Regions from separate parts of the Mus musculus genome. Here region 2 is linked to region 1. The links are chromatin contacts, called in public promoter capture Hi-C maps. All regions are on one chromosome and are shown on one strand. Each heading gives the region's core, a stretch centred on a gene start, on an enhancer-like site or on the middle of the called end of the contact. The rest is flanking DNA. Distances are from core to core; before and after follow the strand shown.

Region 1 (7,696 bases), core at 2,829-5,328:
CAAGAGCCCTTGGCCCTGCCCTCAATGCCTCCTGCATGGTCTGTGGTCCCACAGTCCCCCAGTGATGTGTTTCCTGTGGAGAGTTAAGGCTGGGACCCAGACATTCATTCAGATCCTGGGTCAACAGGGCAGGAAGCTGGGGAGAGGGGGAGGACTGAGCTTTGAGCAGCTACCCCCTAAGCTAGAACGGACAGTAGAGCAGGATGGTGGTCCCCGACCAGACCTGTGAGTTCAAAGCGCAGAGAGAATAGTCTGTATAGCTGGTGCCCTCGTAGGTGGCCAGACTCAGGAGAGCAGAGCGCACCAGGGCTCCCTAGGAGACAGATGGCTTTAATGACAACTTGACACAGATTAGAATTATTTGAGCAGGGTGTGGTCACTCAGGCCTTTAATCCAAGTATGGCAGAGGCAGAGGCAGAGGCAGAGGCAGAGGCAGAGGCAGAGGCAGAGGCAGAGGCAGAGGCAGAGGCAGAGGCAGAGGCAGAGGCAGAGGCAGAGGCAGAGGCAGAGGCAGGCAGATCTCTGGGAGTTACAGGCCAGCTAGGTCTACACAGAGAAACCCTGTCCCAAAAAAAAAAAAAAAAAAAATCATTTGAGTAGGAAGCCCCACCTGAAGAACTAACTGTTCCGATGGCTTTGATTGATGTGTGAAGACCGGCCTCCCCAGTGTGGGTGGTGCTTTCTGATTGTGAAGCTTCCCCACCTTCTACTCAGTGTCTCAATCTCCACAGAGTAGATTTGCCCTGTTGCTGCTGCTGCTGGGGTTTCCTCTCCTGATGGTAGAACTGGTGTTTCTGGGACTAAGGACCAGCAGCTCTTCTGGAAGTTTCCAGGTTAGCAACCTCAGACTAGGGCTGCTGAGGTGCCTGGTCTCCTGAACCAAGGGTGGACTACCAGGTTGTCACCCTCTCCAGTGTGTGACAGCCACTGCTCCCTCTGCTGGGGCACCTAGCCTCTCAGGTGTGGAACAGCTGTTGTTACTATTTTGAAGTAATCTGATTTAATAAACGTAAATTGATTTATTAAACTATAGATGCATAAACATATATTCATTTGATCAGTTCTGCTCCTCTACAGAGCAGTGAGAGATGATTCCAGAGCTGGGCATGTGTGCAGGAGTACAGCAGATAGCTAGGAACCCAGCACAGGAACCCAATCATATCCCATCTGCCTGGGCTGTATAGCAAGATGAAGAGGTCTCACAGAAGCCCTCTGTGTGAGTCTTCAGAGGCCTATGTGGTGATAAGATGCACTGCTCCTCCATGCTGGCATGGGGGCAGGAAACCTGGGGTCTGGCTCAGGCTGGCAGAATAGAGTCAGATCTAAGGACCAAATATCAAGGACTGTCCGTGCGCACCAGCAGAAGCGATGTGGCTTTCCAGGATCACTTCCTGCCTAGCAGCATCCTATGAGACAGCCTGGAGAAGGGCCTGGAGTTCAGGGTCCCCCTGAAAAGGTGCAGGGAGCTCCAGGAGAGAACAGTTTTGCTGTCTGCCCAGCCCCTGGGTGTCCTCTCATACCCTGGCCTGGCCCTCCAAGCTCCCCAGCCTTGCTGGGCCCCCTGAATTTTCCACAGCCCTCATGCCCAGGCTCCATGAGTGAATTAGAGCTTAGTCCCTGCTCCAGCCGAACTTTCTCACATGTCCTACAGCCAGAGCCCAGGCCTCTCTCTGTCCACCAGCTAAGGAACAGAGTATGAGGCACTGGGGACCAGCCGTGCAGGCAGTAACCAGGCCTCAGCCCTCTTCCTGAGCCACAAGGCCAGGCTTGGGCAGGCAGCCCAGTCCAGCTGCCCCTGCTCTGGGCCCCAAGAGGGGGTCAGGAGCTCAGCACCACCCCTGTGGCCTAAATATAACCCGAGCAGGCGGCTGGCCGGGAATAGAGACCTCTGTCAGCCATGAGCAGGTGTGGTGGGAGGATAGTCATTGTGATTGGCAGCAGGGTGGGTGGGCGGGCAGGCAGCCAGTCACAGGTCATGTGAGTGTCCGGTGGCAAGACTGAGGGTGGAGCCTTGTGTCCTCACAGGACTGCCTGGTGCCCGTCTCGCCTGCTCACCCATGCCCCATGTCTAGGCTGCTGACAGGTTCTCAGGAAGGATGGACACCCAGCACACCAATCTGGCCTGACCTGGCCACTGTGGCTGGCCACATTCTGGTCTCATGGGGACAGACCTGGCCAACCAGTCAAGTGCCACCACTGAGCATATTTGAAGTCCTATCTCTGGTACTTCCCATTGTTCCTCTGTCCTTGACTCTGGAGCTTTCTGACCCCTGTACCCTCAAGACCCCTGCTACCCAGTGATTTTATCCTTATTCTCTTCCATGGCAACCCCCCACAGCCCCTGGATCTCCTAGACACCTTGAGTCCCTTGGCCACCTCCACTGCTTGGCCAGTGTAAGTGGACTTGTGTTACAGCCTCCAGCCTGGAGGTAAGGTCTTCTGAGCTCTGGGTCACTGGAGTAGGAGCAGGGCTCTAAAGCAGTGCATGCAGCTCGGCCCACCCATGTCCACTCTCAGACAGCATCCTGGACTCTGGGTCTTGTCAGGGCTTGCCTCCCAAGTCCAGCACATGCCCATCCATGTCTTCAGCTCCACGTCTCCCCAGCACGGGCCTTCTCTCCTCTTGTCTGTAGCTCAGACCATCAAATACACTGAAAATCACCCCTCGGATCTGGAAAAAAAAACAGAACCTTCCTGATTTCTAAGTGTGCCAAGACCCTGGCTCAGTGATGACAGCCACAGGGGCAGAGACGGAGGCAGCCTGAAGCACAGCAGGGTCTAGAGGTCTCAACTGCCTCTTCAGGAGCAGATGCAGATGGCAAGAGCAGGCTGAGGCAAGAGTCACTCAGTGTGCCCTAGACTGCTCTGAAGGGTTTCTTTATTTAGTAACGGGTGTTTGTCCAGTCTCTATAATGTACCTAGCCCTATACTCACCACGTGACTGAATGCCAAAATTGAGCCTTAGGAAGGAGCCACAGGGACTGTGGTCTGAGAAGAATCTTGAAGAGTTGGTCCTGTTTGTCTAGCTTCAGCAACCTTCTGACATCTCTTGAACAGCCCTGTGATGAGCAGATCCCTCCTAAGAGATGAACTGGGGAGCGATAGCCCAGCCGTGCCTGCTTTCCAGGGAGCTATCCTGAAGAAGAGTGAGCAGGGGGCTTGGCACAGCTAGACAGGGACTGACAGGTAGTCAGTCCCTCTCACTAGGCTCCTGGGACCCCAAAAGGAGGAACCCCAGCTCCTGGCCCTGCCCATACAGGCCTGGGTAGGGGCTGTGGTATGAGCTTGTTTGTTCTTCGGCCCGTCTTTCCAGTTTGGAGTCTGGGTGTACAAGTGGGGCCAGGGGCCTAGACACAAGGGAAGGGGCTCTGACAGGGTGTGGATGGGGAAGGGCGGGGCCAGGTGCTGCGCTTGCCTGCTACCCTCACCTACCACTCTGAGCTATCTGTTTCCCAGTGGTGCCCTGGATGCAGGGTCTCTGGAAGGGCCCCGGGTCTGGGAACCCTCTGACCTTAGGAGTCCTAATTAATTCAGTCTCCTCTGCTTGGTGTCTGTGGAGTTCTTGGCCTCTGTGTTCCTCTGAAGGGGACCAAGAGGGTCCCACTTTCTCCTCCTGGACCCCCAAGTCCTATACTCTGTGTTTTCTTCCCACCCCAACTACAACTTCCTAAGTACCTCTCTTACTTCCAACAGCATCCTGCCCTTTACTAAATATATGTGGAGAAACCAAGGCCCAAAGAATGAAAGATGTGGAGGAAGGAGGTGTCAGGGGCAGCTCTGGCTGCTGGAGACACTCTGGCTATGAGACACCTGGGGCTCTGGAGGAGTAAGCTCCTGTGGGCATTTTCCTGGCTCCAGATTGTCAGAGGTATGACTGCAGACACCACCACGAAGTTCTGGCCTGTGAAAAATTCAAGGCCCTGTGTAATTGGCTGGACCAGAGACTATGAACAGCATCTGTCCCCAGGGAAGGGAACAGGGCAGCAGAGGCTGATGTGAGTGCTGCTCCCACCTTCCTGCCAGTGACCCTTCCACCAATTTCAGAACTGGGAACCCCGAGGCCCAGAGGCCCTGCACAGTATGCAACCTCACAGCAAGGCAATGATGGTGGCAGGCCTGTCCTGTCTAAGGAACACAGAGGTGAGGGAATCCCCTTGACATAGGATGACAGTGTAGCCATGGTCAAGCTTGGCAGGTTGTGAAAATGGTAAAAGGAGGGCAGTAGAGCTGGCAAGTGATAGCCCCAGGTCAGTGGTGATTTCTGCCAGGCTTGTGAGGAAGTTTTCAGACTGACCAGGAGCCCCACAGGCAGGTACCAATGCTAGGATTCTCTCCAGGGTGTGCTCTGCTCTACCTCAGCCATCCAGAGCCCTGTCCTGTCTGCAGGTAATGGGTCAGAGCAGAGAGTTAAGGTGAGAATACAGCTAGATTGGCTTGTGGTCCCAGAAAGACTGCCCTTTCTTTCTGGGCCTTAGTTTCTCCATCTATAAGATAGTGAAAATTGCCCAAGAAGAGCTGTGACAGGCTCATGACTTAAGGGTAAGATTGTGAGCAAGCTCTGCCGATCAAGAAAACCAGATCTGCCGGGCGTGGTGGCATACGTCTTTAATCCCAGCACTCGGGAGGCAGAGTCAGGTGGATTTCTGAGTTCAAGGCCAGCCTGGTCTACAAAGTGAATTCCAGGACAGCCGAGTTCCAGGACAGCCAGGGCTACACAGAGAAACCCTGTCTAAAAAAAAAAAAAAAAGAAAAGAAAAGAAAACTAGATCTGAGGACTGTGGTCTGGGATAGCTGAACCTGCTAGTACAGTCCACCCTAAAAGAACCCCCAGAGTAGCCTTCCTCTCTTGGTGTGCCCTTGCATTCATGGCTGGACCAGTCCTGGAACATACTTTAAGATTAGGTCCTTTCTGGCCATGGTGGCGCACGCTTTTTAATCCCAGAGTTCCAGAGGCAGAAGCAGGAGGAGATCTGTGAGTTCCAGGTCAGCCTGGCCTACATAGTGAGACCCTTTCTCAAACAAACAAACAAACAAACAAACAAACAAACAAACAAACAAACAAAGTTAGACTCTTAGGTTTTGACTGCCCCAGCACAACTCCAGCTGCCTTGCCATGCACTGCCCTCCTCCAGTATGTTATGTTCTAACCTTTCAAGGCTGACTGGAGGGAAGGTGAACTGGGGTCAGGGGAGGGAGGGGACAGAAGTTTGGAGCCAAGACAAAGCTTCATGGCCCTCTCTTACCCAGGCCATGACAGGAAGAATCCTGCCCCGTGTTTCTGTCACTATGGATCAGGAAGCAGCACACAGATCACCACTTTCATGTCTGTAACCCCAATAGACATCACCAGTGGATCTCAGATCTCTTTCTTTACTGGATGGAAAGGCTCGGCTTAAGTTCCTCGGCTCAAAACCAGACCCTGGACATGGACGTGCTCACCCAGATGGTGCCTAGGTAGGGCAGCTGCTTGTTTATTTGGTCCTGGTCTGGAATGGATTCAAGACTTCTGATGGTCTTACCTGAGCGTGGAGACCTGGGAGAGGGACCGTCAGGTTGCAAGCCCCACAGGTCTCCTTCCCCTGTGCTCAAGGAGTGTCTTGCAGGGAGTGTCCGTAACTCCCTGCTGTCAGAAACTACCACCCAGGGAACAGAGCAGCAGGTGGGGGTCTGCTCTTCTGTGCTGGCCCTGCCCCCATGAGGCTGAATGGGCGCCTTGGTGCAGCTCCGGGGGCCCCAGAAACATTTGCTTTAAGTCTTAAAATATCAGGTTCCCGAATGGCGGGACTTCCCTGGGGGCTGGCAGCAGGCAGGAGGGATTTTGAGAGTAAGATTCCCTCTGGCTCCGCCCCATTGGCTCCGCCCCATTGGCCTCCACTGAAGCCAGGCAAATGTTGTGGGTAAGCCAACAGGGCTCCGACTGGGCTCCCATTCTCCTGCTGGAGGGAGCCTCCTACTCACTCGTCCATCTCAGCTTCTCGGATGCCCCTCTGTCCTCTTCACAATGTGTGCCCTGGTGGAGGCCGGGCCCTGACAGCTTCCGTACCAAGCTTCATAGCCAAAGCTTGATTCTACAGGACCCAATAACATCTTCAGCTAAAGACGATTTAGATGAAGTGCTGTGTACCCTAAGCCTGTGTGCAGCCTTCTTTCAGACCAGAGAAACTAGGAAGAAATGACACCAGGTTAATATGGAGCTTAGTACTCCCAGTGGCTTTCAAGCAATAGGTATAATTGCACAGGGTCTTGAAGGGTGAGTAGGAGTTTCCAGATGGCTCAGGTGGGGAGGCTCATTGGCTCAAAGATCTGGGTGGTACAAGCTGGTACCTGGTTCTTGGACTAGAAGGGAGACTCTGTGGGTACAGACAGGGACAGAGGGATGTTCGATCCACTTCTTAGAACATATAGGAGCTTGGCACGGGTGCCACCTGAGGATGCAATTGAGAGCTATTAGAGATTCAGGTATTAAAAGCAGGGAGACCTTCTGCACACAATCTGGGGGGCGGGTAAGAGAGTCTCCCCAACAGCTTGTTCTGTCCCTTAGCATGAAAGCAACTTCCTCCTACTCCTGATGCCCCAGGGACCACTGCCAGGAGGAAGGCACAGCCCCCACACATCCCCACTCCCTCTCAGACAGACCACCAGCCTTGGCCCTAGGGACTCTCTTCCATGCAGAGCGGGAATTGGAGCCAGGCTGCAACAGCTGGGTCCACTCCTGCCCACCCCCCCAGGCCTACCACTTTCATTCCCAGGCCCCCAGCCCAAGCCATTCCCAGGCTGTATCTGTCCCCAAACACACTGCTTGGGATGTGGTCCGACCAGGCTTCCAGAAGACCACCAGTCAGGGTGTTGCCTTCCTCTGGCTCCCAGGATGCAGAGTCTTAGGTTGGCAGGGTTTCTTAGGCTTGTTGTCACCAGGGTAAGCTATAAAGAACAGAGGTCCCCTAGGGGACTCAACAGCTCCCCCAGAAATAGCAAGAGGGAGGGACTGAGGGAAAAGGAGCGGGAGGGAGAGGGGAAGGGAGAGAGAATATATCATTCAAGGTATACAAGACCTCCAACAGTTCATTCTGGAAGCAGCTACCTATAGATTCATGCATGTATTCAAACAGCCAGTCCTGGTTCCAACTGGTGGGTTCCACCAACCACAGAATAAAAATATTTTAAAAGGTAAAACATGATGTTACAGGACTGTAATCCCAGCATCAGCATTGGCCTGCCTGGACATGTACTGAGGCTCTGTGTAGAAAAACAAATGCTGGGGGTATAATTAGTGATAGAGGACAAACACTGAGCCACAGGTTCGAGCCCCAGCACCCCAAAAGGAGATAGTAAACTATTACCTGTGCTAAACACAGGGGTTTGTCTGTTCTCATTATCCCACAAACAACTCTCTATAGAGAAATGACACTGTCAACTGTTAGAAGTGAGCAGGACCTGGTTTCAGGTATGCAGAGACGAGCCAGGGATGAGCATCCTTGTGGCTAGGCATCATGGGGTAGCTGGGATCCAAAATGACATGGATGCTGGATTCTGAGGGACATCTGTGTCTGAATTTGATAGCTCAGAAGCACGGACAGGTCTCACTAGGAGCTACTCTGGGAGCTTTAGATGGCATGATCCTGTCCTAACCCGACTGTCTGACAACTGGGGATCTTAACCTTCATAGGCAGCAGATTGCATGAAGACACCAAGGGTG
Region 2 (7,696 bases), core at 2,124-4,623, 170 kb after region 1:
TGGCACCTGCTTGGGCCTGAGGTCCATGAACTGTGAAGGTCAACTGAGCTAGTGAGTAACTTCAAGCCCCTCTCTAGCTCCCAGGAATTGTACCAGAGGTCTCTGGATTATAAGTGGCCTCTCTTGCAAGGTTGTAATCCTGTGGCCAGGGCTACACTGTGAAAGAGAAAATGAAGCACAGAGAAGCCAAGTCCTTAGTTCAAAAAGAAGGGGGAGTCTAACTCCGGTGCCAACTGTCTTCCTACGGAGATCACCCTAGGTTCCCAGCCCCTCAGTCAGTGACATGAGGAGGGGGGTCTTAAGATGCTTCCTGTTGGGCCAGTGAGAGCCTGGGCTTTTTGTCTTCCACCAAGAAATGGCTCTGGGCAAGAAGAATGTTGTTGACCTGTAAATGTCTGCTGAACTTGGGGAAGACATCCTGGACCAGAAACTGAAAGATAGAAGTAAGGCTGGGGTTTTTGTTTTTGTTTTTGTTTCCTTCCCTCACTCCCTTTGAAATAAAGCCTGTTTGTTAAGAGCTCCTCAAATCCAAGCCCCAGGAACCTGGAGCCTAAATTTAGATTGCCATGGAAGGTCAACGGATCCCCTCAGGGCAGGGTCAGCCAGCAGCTGCTAGAGATAAACTTTGCTTTTCTGCAGACTCAGGCCTTTCTGTCACAGGATTAATAGGATCCTGTGCCATTTCCCCTGGGAAAGCAGAACAATAGCAGGGCAGGAGCAGGTGGCCTGCCTGGCAAGCCCCCTACCACCCCAGACTCCCTGGCCCTGGCCCTTTGCTGCACTCTGGCTATGCTGACCTCTTTCTGCTCCAAGGTCAGATCCTCTGTGAGCCGTGTCCCACCTCTAGGGTGATCTACTTAGTTTTAGTTTGTAGTGTTGGTGATGGAACTTGCTAAGCAGTGCTCTACCCCAGAGCTACATTGCCTAGCCCAAGTGCATCTGTACACCAGCATCTTATACTCAGATTTCCAACTGCTCCTTGGGATCTTCTTCCTGGACTCCTGCTGCGCTGCCACCTTTTCAGAGAACCCTCTGCTGGGTTTTGCCTTCCTATCTGGTACTTTGTTGGCAGTTTGTTTATTAAGTGGCCTGTGCTGTGTGCTCTGGGAGAGACAGTGTCCAATGCACACACACACACACACACACACACACACACACACACACACACACAAATCCCCAAGGAAGGATCTGGGGTGGTCACTTGGGCCACCTTTAGTTTTGAGGAGGATCGAGGAAGCATTGCCAGCCCTGGCTGTCCATTTCTGGAGTGGTTCTGGTCCCGCTGCATGCTGGAGAGTACGGTATCTAAGGTTCCACTGGCAATTATGAATTTACCAAAGGTATGTGAACTTGCTCGGACCATTCTGGGTGCAAGGCTGGGGACAGTACCGAAATGGTGGGTAGGAGGGCAGACAGAAGGAAGGGAGCATGTCCTGCTGTTTGTAGCCCCAAATAGTTGAAAGCAGCAAGCTGCTTCTTGTCTGGGACAAATGTGTGTCCCAGAAGATCCCCGTATTCCCGGGACACTAGTAGGAAAGCCAGCGGGCAAAAGCTATCCTGGCTTGGACCTTCTGGGGCCTGCGTGTAGAGAGATATTCTCAGATGTGTGCATCAGCATGTCCTGCAGAACAGCAAGACAAGACAGGAACAGCAGGAAGGCTCATTCCAAGGCCCAGGGAAGATGGATCTGGTTGAAGTATAAAGTGTGTAAATATTTTCCTGGTCACTTACAGCCAGCTTAGTCTAGGCTGCTCCCAGGATCCAGTTCTTTGCCAGTGGGCAATGAGAGCCATAGAGGATTACAGGCCAGGGCCTGCAGGAGTAGCCTTGTTGGGTCATCTGAAGAGGGTTCAGTAGTTGCTCCAGGAAGGTGCCTGGGAGCTTGAAGGGAGGGGGCTGGCAAAACAAAATTCTGCAGACTGGAGCAGGGGGAGCAGGATTTGAGTTTACATCTACTGAGCAGGGAGAAGGGTCTGCAGAAAAGCAGGGGTCTCTAGAAGATAGAAGGCAGCAGTTAATATATGATAGCTGGAAGAGGTACCAGGGAGGACAAGAAAGGGTGTGTATGTGAGGCTCTCCCGCCGTCTTCTAAGAACAGTTTGTTGTAGGGTGAAGTAGGCAATGACCTGGCCCCATAGACCTCTAGCTCAGAGCCATCTCCAGAAGGAAGCAGGGACCCATAAAAGGGAGAGATTTACCAAAATCTCCACATCTGTGGCTGGCCTCAACAATGTCATCCTTTCCCTATAGAGGCCCTGAGTTCTTTTGAGCAGAGGAAACAACAAAACAAAACCCCCAAACAGAACAACAACAGAAGACAACAAAGCCCAGCTGGAGTCCAGGGTTAGCTGGAAACAAAGGGAGCAGGGAGGAGTGTTCACTGGAAAGAGGCTGGCGCCCTAGTTTGGTTGTGGGCTGTGGGGCCTGGTGCCCCCACCTGAGCCTCAGGGACCCAGTGTGTCTAACCCAGTGGACCTTTCAAGAAATGGCTGGGCCATTGTGCAGAAGAATGCCCGGAAATCCCGCGGCTCCCTCCTCCACCGAGGATGGGGGCTCTTCCTCCTGGCCAGGAAACTCCAAGTTGGCTTCCGGAGGGTGGCCTGGGGGCTGGGGTGGCAAAGCACCACAACTATTTGTAGGATGGCAAGGCATAGCCTTTCTATGTCCCATCGTGTCTCTGCTGTCCCAGGATTCCAGTATGCTGTGTTAGGATCACAGCCTATCTGCTGGAGAAGACTGGACGTCGGAGAACCCTCAGGGGTTGCGCAGCATCCCAGAGGAGAGCACAGGCCCTTGCAGTGTTCACTTTGTGTCAGACCAGTGGTTCCAGGGAAGGAGTGAGAACTGTAGGCGGTGGTTGGGTAGGATCATGAATGAGGTTATAATTAAGGGCAAGCCCAACACAGGCTTGCCGAGCATCTCCGCTTGGTGTGCCAAGGGAAAAACGGCGGGCGTAGAGGTTTGTTTCACCTGTGCACGGGGGCTCAGAGAACCTCCAGGCCAAGCAGTCTGCAGAGAGGAGTTGGAATGATCCGGGATGTAGCAGGTGGAGCTGGTGAGTGTAGGTTAGGGGTCATGCTGCTAACAGTGGAGACAGGGGCGCACAGATCTCCTGTGTACCTGCCAAGATCAGCCCCTACTAGGACAGAAACTGGTAGGGTCTCAGACTGCGGTTCTGCAGGGTGCGGTTCGGGTGAGCAGGACTAGTCCTGCTCGCCCGTGGTTTCAGTAACTGTAGCTGTCAGGGGGTCCGCGATTGGCTGTGGGCCGAAGGTCTGCTCATGGATTGGTTGAGCTAACTCGGGGGGCTGCGCCCTGGGGGCAGAGTCCGCCCCCGAGACTTCAAATAGGACAACAGGTTACTTCAGAACCCAGTTGGTGTAGTTAAAACCTCCTCTTCTGCTCCAGGACTGGAGGCTCCAGAGCAGAGGCACCAGAATCAATTCCCAGCTCCCAGCCTAAGCAGCGCAGAGAGCACCCGGAGGCCCCAAGGGCCGTCGGGTGAGCATTCAGTCTTTAGCCATGGGGTCTGCAGCGTTGGAAATTCTGGGTCTGGTGCTGTGTCTGGTAGGATGGGTGGGCTTGATCCTGGCGTGTGGGCTGCCCATGTGGCAGGTGACTGCCTTCCTGGACCACAACATCGTGACGGCGCAGACGACTTGGAAGGGGCTGTGGATGTCGTGCGTGGTGCAGAGTACCGGGCACATGCAGTGCAAGGTGTATGAATCTGTGCTGGCGCTGAGTGCGGAGGTGCAGGCAGCTCGGGCACTCACCGTGGGCGCTGTGCTGCTGGCGCTGGTGGCACTCTTTGTTACCTTGACCGGCGCTCAGTGCACCACCTGCGTGGCCCCGGGCCCAGTTAAGGCACGGGTAGCACTCACGGGAGGAGCGCTTTACGCGGTGTGCGGGCTGCTGGCACTCGTGCCGCTCTGCTGGTTCGCCAACATCGTTGTCCGCGAGTTCTATGATCCGACGGTGCCGGTGTCACAGAAGTACGAGCTGGGCGCGGCGCTGTACATCGGCTGGGCGGCCTCCGCACTGCTCATGTGCGGTGGCGGCCTCGTGTGTTGCGGCGCCTGGGTCTGCACCGGGCGCCCTGAGTTCAGCTTCCCGGTCAAGTACTCTGCGCCGCGGCGGCCCACGGCCAATGGCGATTACGACAAGAAGAACTATGTCTAAGGGCGGGAGGCATGGCGGGGCTCTTCCCGCAGCTAAGCCCGCGATGGGAAAGACCGATGCGGGAAGCCGTGTGTGGATGACGACCACCGCTGGGTTGCGCAGCGCAAGTCATGCTGGGTTCGGGCCAGACTTGCCCGCTCTCAGAGTCCGTTGACCATCACTAGCCGGGCCCTGCTCAGAACAGACTACAGGCACTTTTAAGAACTTGACCGACCTTTTCTTCTATGCGCAGTTGGCCACGACGTGGGTGGAACGCTCAGATTTCATCGGTGAAGTAGGCACCAAACTGCCGCGAACAGTTCCTACTGAGATCCTGGGGGCACTAGATGCTGCCTTAATGTCCAGTGGCACCTGCTAACCTGAAAGGGCAGCTGGAGAAACCCCGGGGCTGCCAGAGGGACGTGTTAAAAAGGGCATTTTCTTTGTTAGTGGAGAAGAACCTACTGAACCAAAGGACTTAGCCTGGACCTGGTCTCACTCCAGCACTCCCCCAAGGTGGGGGCCCTGTAGGTACCAGAGCCTTAGAGGGGTTGCCTTCCTCCTGGAAGCTTGGGGCTTGGGGGGTGGGCCGGGCAAGAATTTGCTCAGTAAATGGTTTGAACACTTTCAACTGTGTCCTGTCCTCTGTCCAGAGACTCCTTGTGCCCAGCTCCCTATTCATCTACCCACCCCTCCTCAAAGACTCCCTGCAGGGATTTCTCCAGTTTTCAACTCAGCCAAGTGCTGGAGTTAGGCTGGGATACAGGAGGGGAGGCAGAGCCCAGGAGAGGATCCAGCTGGAGTCTCACTCGCATCATGGGAATGGCAACTTGGGTGATGGGAAATGCTGAGAGTGGATAGCTAGGTTGCTGGCTTCTCCCAGGAATACCTCCAACACTTTTACCCCCAGTGCTTGCTCAGCTCCAAGTATCAAGTGGCCACCGACAAGGGCACACGGCTAGACTAGGCACTTCCCTCATGTGTGGGAGCCACAGTGCATGGCTGATGTGATGTGTTCAGTCTTCAGCTGACTGCAGTACATAACAGCTGCTATGGGAGAGGCACTTGCCCAGGGTAGCTGGGCCCATTGCAGCCCTTTGTCCTAGTCCTCTGGCTAGTGTGGCTCTAAACAGGGTCTAGGGTTTGTGTCCATCCTGCTGATAATGCACCTATGTTGACAGAGAATTTTGGGTGTTACTATCCTGGGGGAAAAGAGGGTCCAGGACTTGGGAAAAGATCCCAGGAGGGTAAAGCGAGTAAAGCCAACAGCCAAAGAAAGCTTATTGTTTCTCTTTGGGCTAAAAGGCCAGAGTCAGGAATGCACAATGGATACGGGAAGGGGCTGCAAAAAGAGGCATACAAAGCCCAGTCAGAAGGAAGGCTTGGCATCTGCTACCAACCCTGGCTACATCCAGTACCCAGTCTTTTAGGCCTGGCTAGGTGCCTCAGGGTGGGGAAGGGGTTAAAACCTAAGGATGTGAGCGTAAGAGATTCAGGGCAGATTCTGGAATTGGGGACAAAGAAGGCAAGGGTGGAACTTACAGGGAAGCTGACTTTCTAATGGCTGCTCAGGCCCCAATGAGACAGCCTCAGTGGAAGACCTCACTGAATCCAGGTGAACTCAGTCCAGCAGGTGCATGTGCAGGAAGGATCAAGAGCAGTCCCAAGCTTGGGAACATGTGATCCTAGATCTGGCCCTGTGCCCTAGCAGGCCAGTGTATGGTTATGCTGGCACACTTGGCTGGTGGTGTACCCTTCCCACAGGGGTCTTTACCCAGTATAGAATATGGGAAGGCAGCTGCTTGCTCTGAGTTCTTCCAAATGGCCAGGGTGGCTATGTGAAGGCAGTTGGCTGGTGGCACTATAGGGGGTCCAGGGAGGAGGGCCAATCCTACCCACCTCCCACCTACGGTACCCCCGATTTCCTGAAGGGCAGCCTGGGCTTCTCGCCACTGACTTAACACTATTCACCAGTACTTGGAATAGGAAGCAGTACTTAAAATGGCTTAGGCTACATAGTGAGAAAGTGTCTCAAAGAACAAAACACTACAACAAAACTAAACTGGGGAAAGAGAGAAACCTTTGTGAATAACTCCTTCTAGGACTGTGTGCCACCCTGCCTTCCTTAGGAGCTCAGATGCCCACAAGGGTATCTCTTTTTACCATGTCTGCTTTTCTAGTACCTATGTCCCCAGGTGGTAATCAGCCCTTCTTCACCATCCAACCTCTCTATACTTACTTGCTCCAGGGACAATGACAGTTGGCTCCACCATTCTAAGACCTTTGCCTCCCTGAAGGTGTTAAGAGGCCAGAGATCCACTACAGGTGAAATATTCTGAGTGGGGTGTGAGCAATGTTGACAGAGCCTGGGGACACTGCTTTGTTCAGACCCTACTCATCCTTTAGCCCTCCTTGGTCTGAGGCCTTCCCCCTGATACTTTATTTGCAAAGCACTATGACCTCTGCTTGCAGAGACAAGACACTTGAAGATGTCCTTTATGGCAAGTTCAAGGCCATGATAGAAGGATGGCCAAGATGGTGATACTGCTAGAGTCAGGCAGGCAGAGTCAGGTCCTTGGCAGTGCTGGGCAGTGGCCATCACAGGTGCTGGTTGTGAAGATACTTAGTACTGAAGGGCCCAGCCTCTGCCCATTGCCACCAGGAGGCCAGGAGAGCAGGTGGGGAGACCGTGTCCTAGGGTTGAACAGAGAAGCCTCTATGCCTCCTATGTAGCAGAGGACACAGGAACAAGGTTTCCCTGGATCCCAAGAAGGCTCAGAGTACTTCTAAGGTCCAATAAGATCACAGACCCAGAGGGGATAAAACATCAAACATTTTATTAAAAACCATATAGTCTCACATTTCAAATGTTATCTTACAACTGAATAGTGGCCAGGAAATATAAATAAGGAAAAGGAGGTCACTTCTGGAGAAGTTGAATTCTGGAAGGAAAAAAAAAAAAAGGTTTCCTACAATTCATCCTTTCTCTCCATTTCATCAAACTAGAGTGGGCGGTCCCATGGCGTGATGGGCTGCTGCTTCTGAGCAGCTTCAACAGTGAGGGTGAGGGTGAGTTTGGAGTAAAGGTCACCCCATATCTATTGAGGTACTCACTGTCCTTCCACACTCCCTACTGAGTCTGACTGTCTATCTGCATGAAAAGTACCCAGACCCTTTCACCTGGTAGACCCTGGCTGGCCACTTGTCCTGCCCGGGCAGCTTCATGGTTTGTATACAAGGGCCCCTTCCTTCCCCTGCCAGGCAGTCTCTTGCTTCCCCCATCATGTAACAACATCTTCTCCTTCCCCTCCCAGTTACACCCCTGCTCGGTAGCCAGACACACATAGCAGTGCTATTGGCAGTGCAGGAGAGATCTGCCTCCAGTCAGCCCTGGCCCCGTATTGCTCCCCACAAGCTCAGTACACACTTGACACTCGTGGGCTCCTTTTTTTTGGAGTTAGACTAATTTAAAGTTAAACTTACCTGGCCCAAGTCACTGCTGACTACCTGCAAGTCTGACCAAGGATTTCCAGGTCCA

What was found. Promoter capture Hi-C pulls out the DNA fragments that hold promoters and counts their contacts.
Region 2: a contact with region 1 is called in a promoter capture Hi-C map of liver, with 2.8 times the contacts expected there. The contact joins the promoter of Cldn5 here to the promoter of 4930588K23Rik in region 1. A contact is called at or near these places in 4 of 39 promoter capture datasets (cranial neural crest, embryonic stem cells and liver), 4 of 484 Hi-C or Micro-C datasets (colorectal tumor organoids and embryonic stem cells), 1 of 115 datasets of contacts at active chromatin or transcription factors (pancreatic cancer cells) and 1 of 9 other capture datasets (liver).

Annotation. Positions count from the first base shown.
Region 1 is chr16:18,602,584-18,610,279 of GRCm38.p6, forward strand. 4930588K23Rik (a long non-coding RNA gene) reads left to right here and starts at 4,079. Exons shown (of 2, transcript XR_384719.3): 1 at 4,079-4,140; 2 at 5,248-7,162. RefSeq lists enhancers at 1-2,046, 1,037-4,040, 1,840-2,046.
Region 2 is chr16:18,773,474-18,781,169 of GRCm38.p6, forward strand. It overlaps Cldn5 (claudin 5), which reads left to right and starts at 3,374. Exons shown (of 1, transcript NM_013805.4): 1 at 3,374-4,789. The coding sequence starts at 3,523. The coding sequence ends at 4,179. Cdc45 (cell division cycle 45) reads right to left here. Exons shown (of 19, transcript NM_001358206.1): 19 at 6,974-7,100.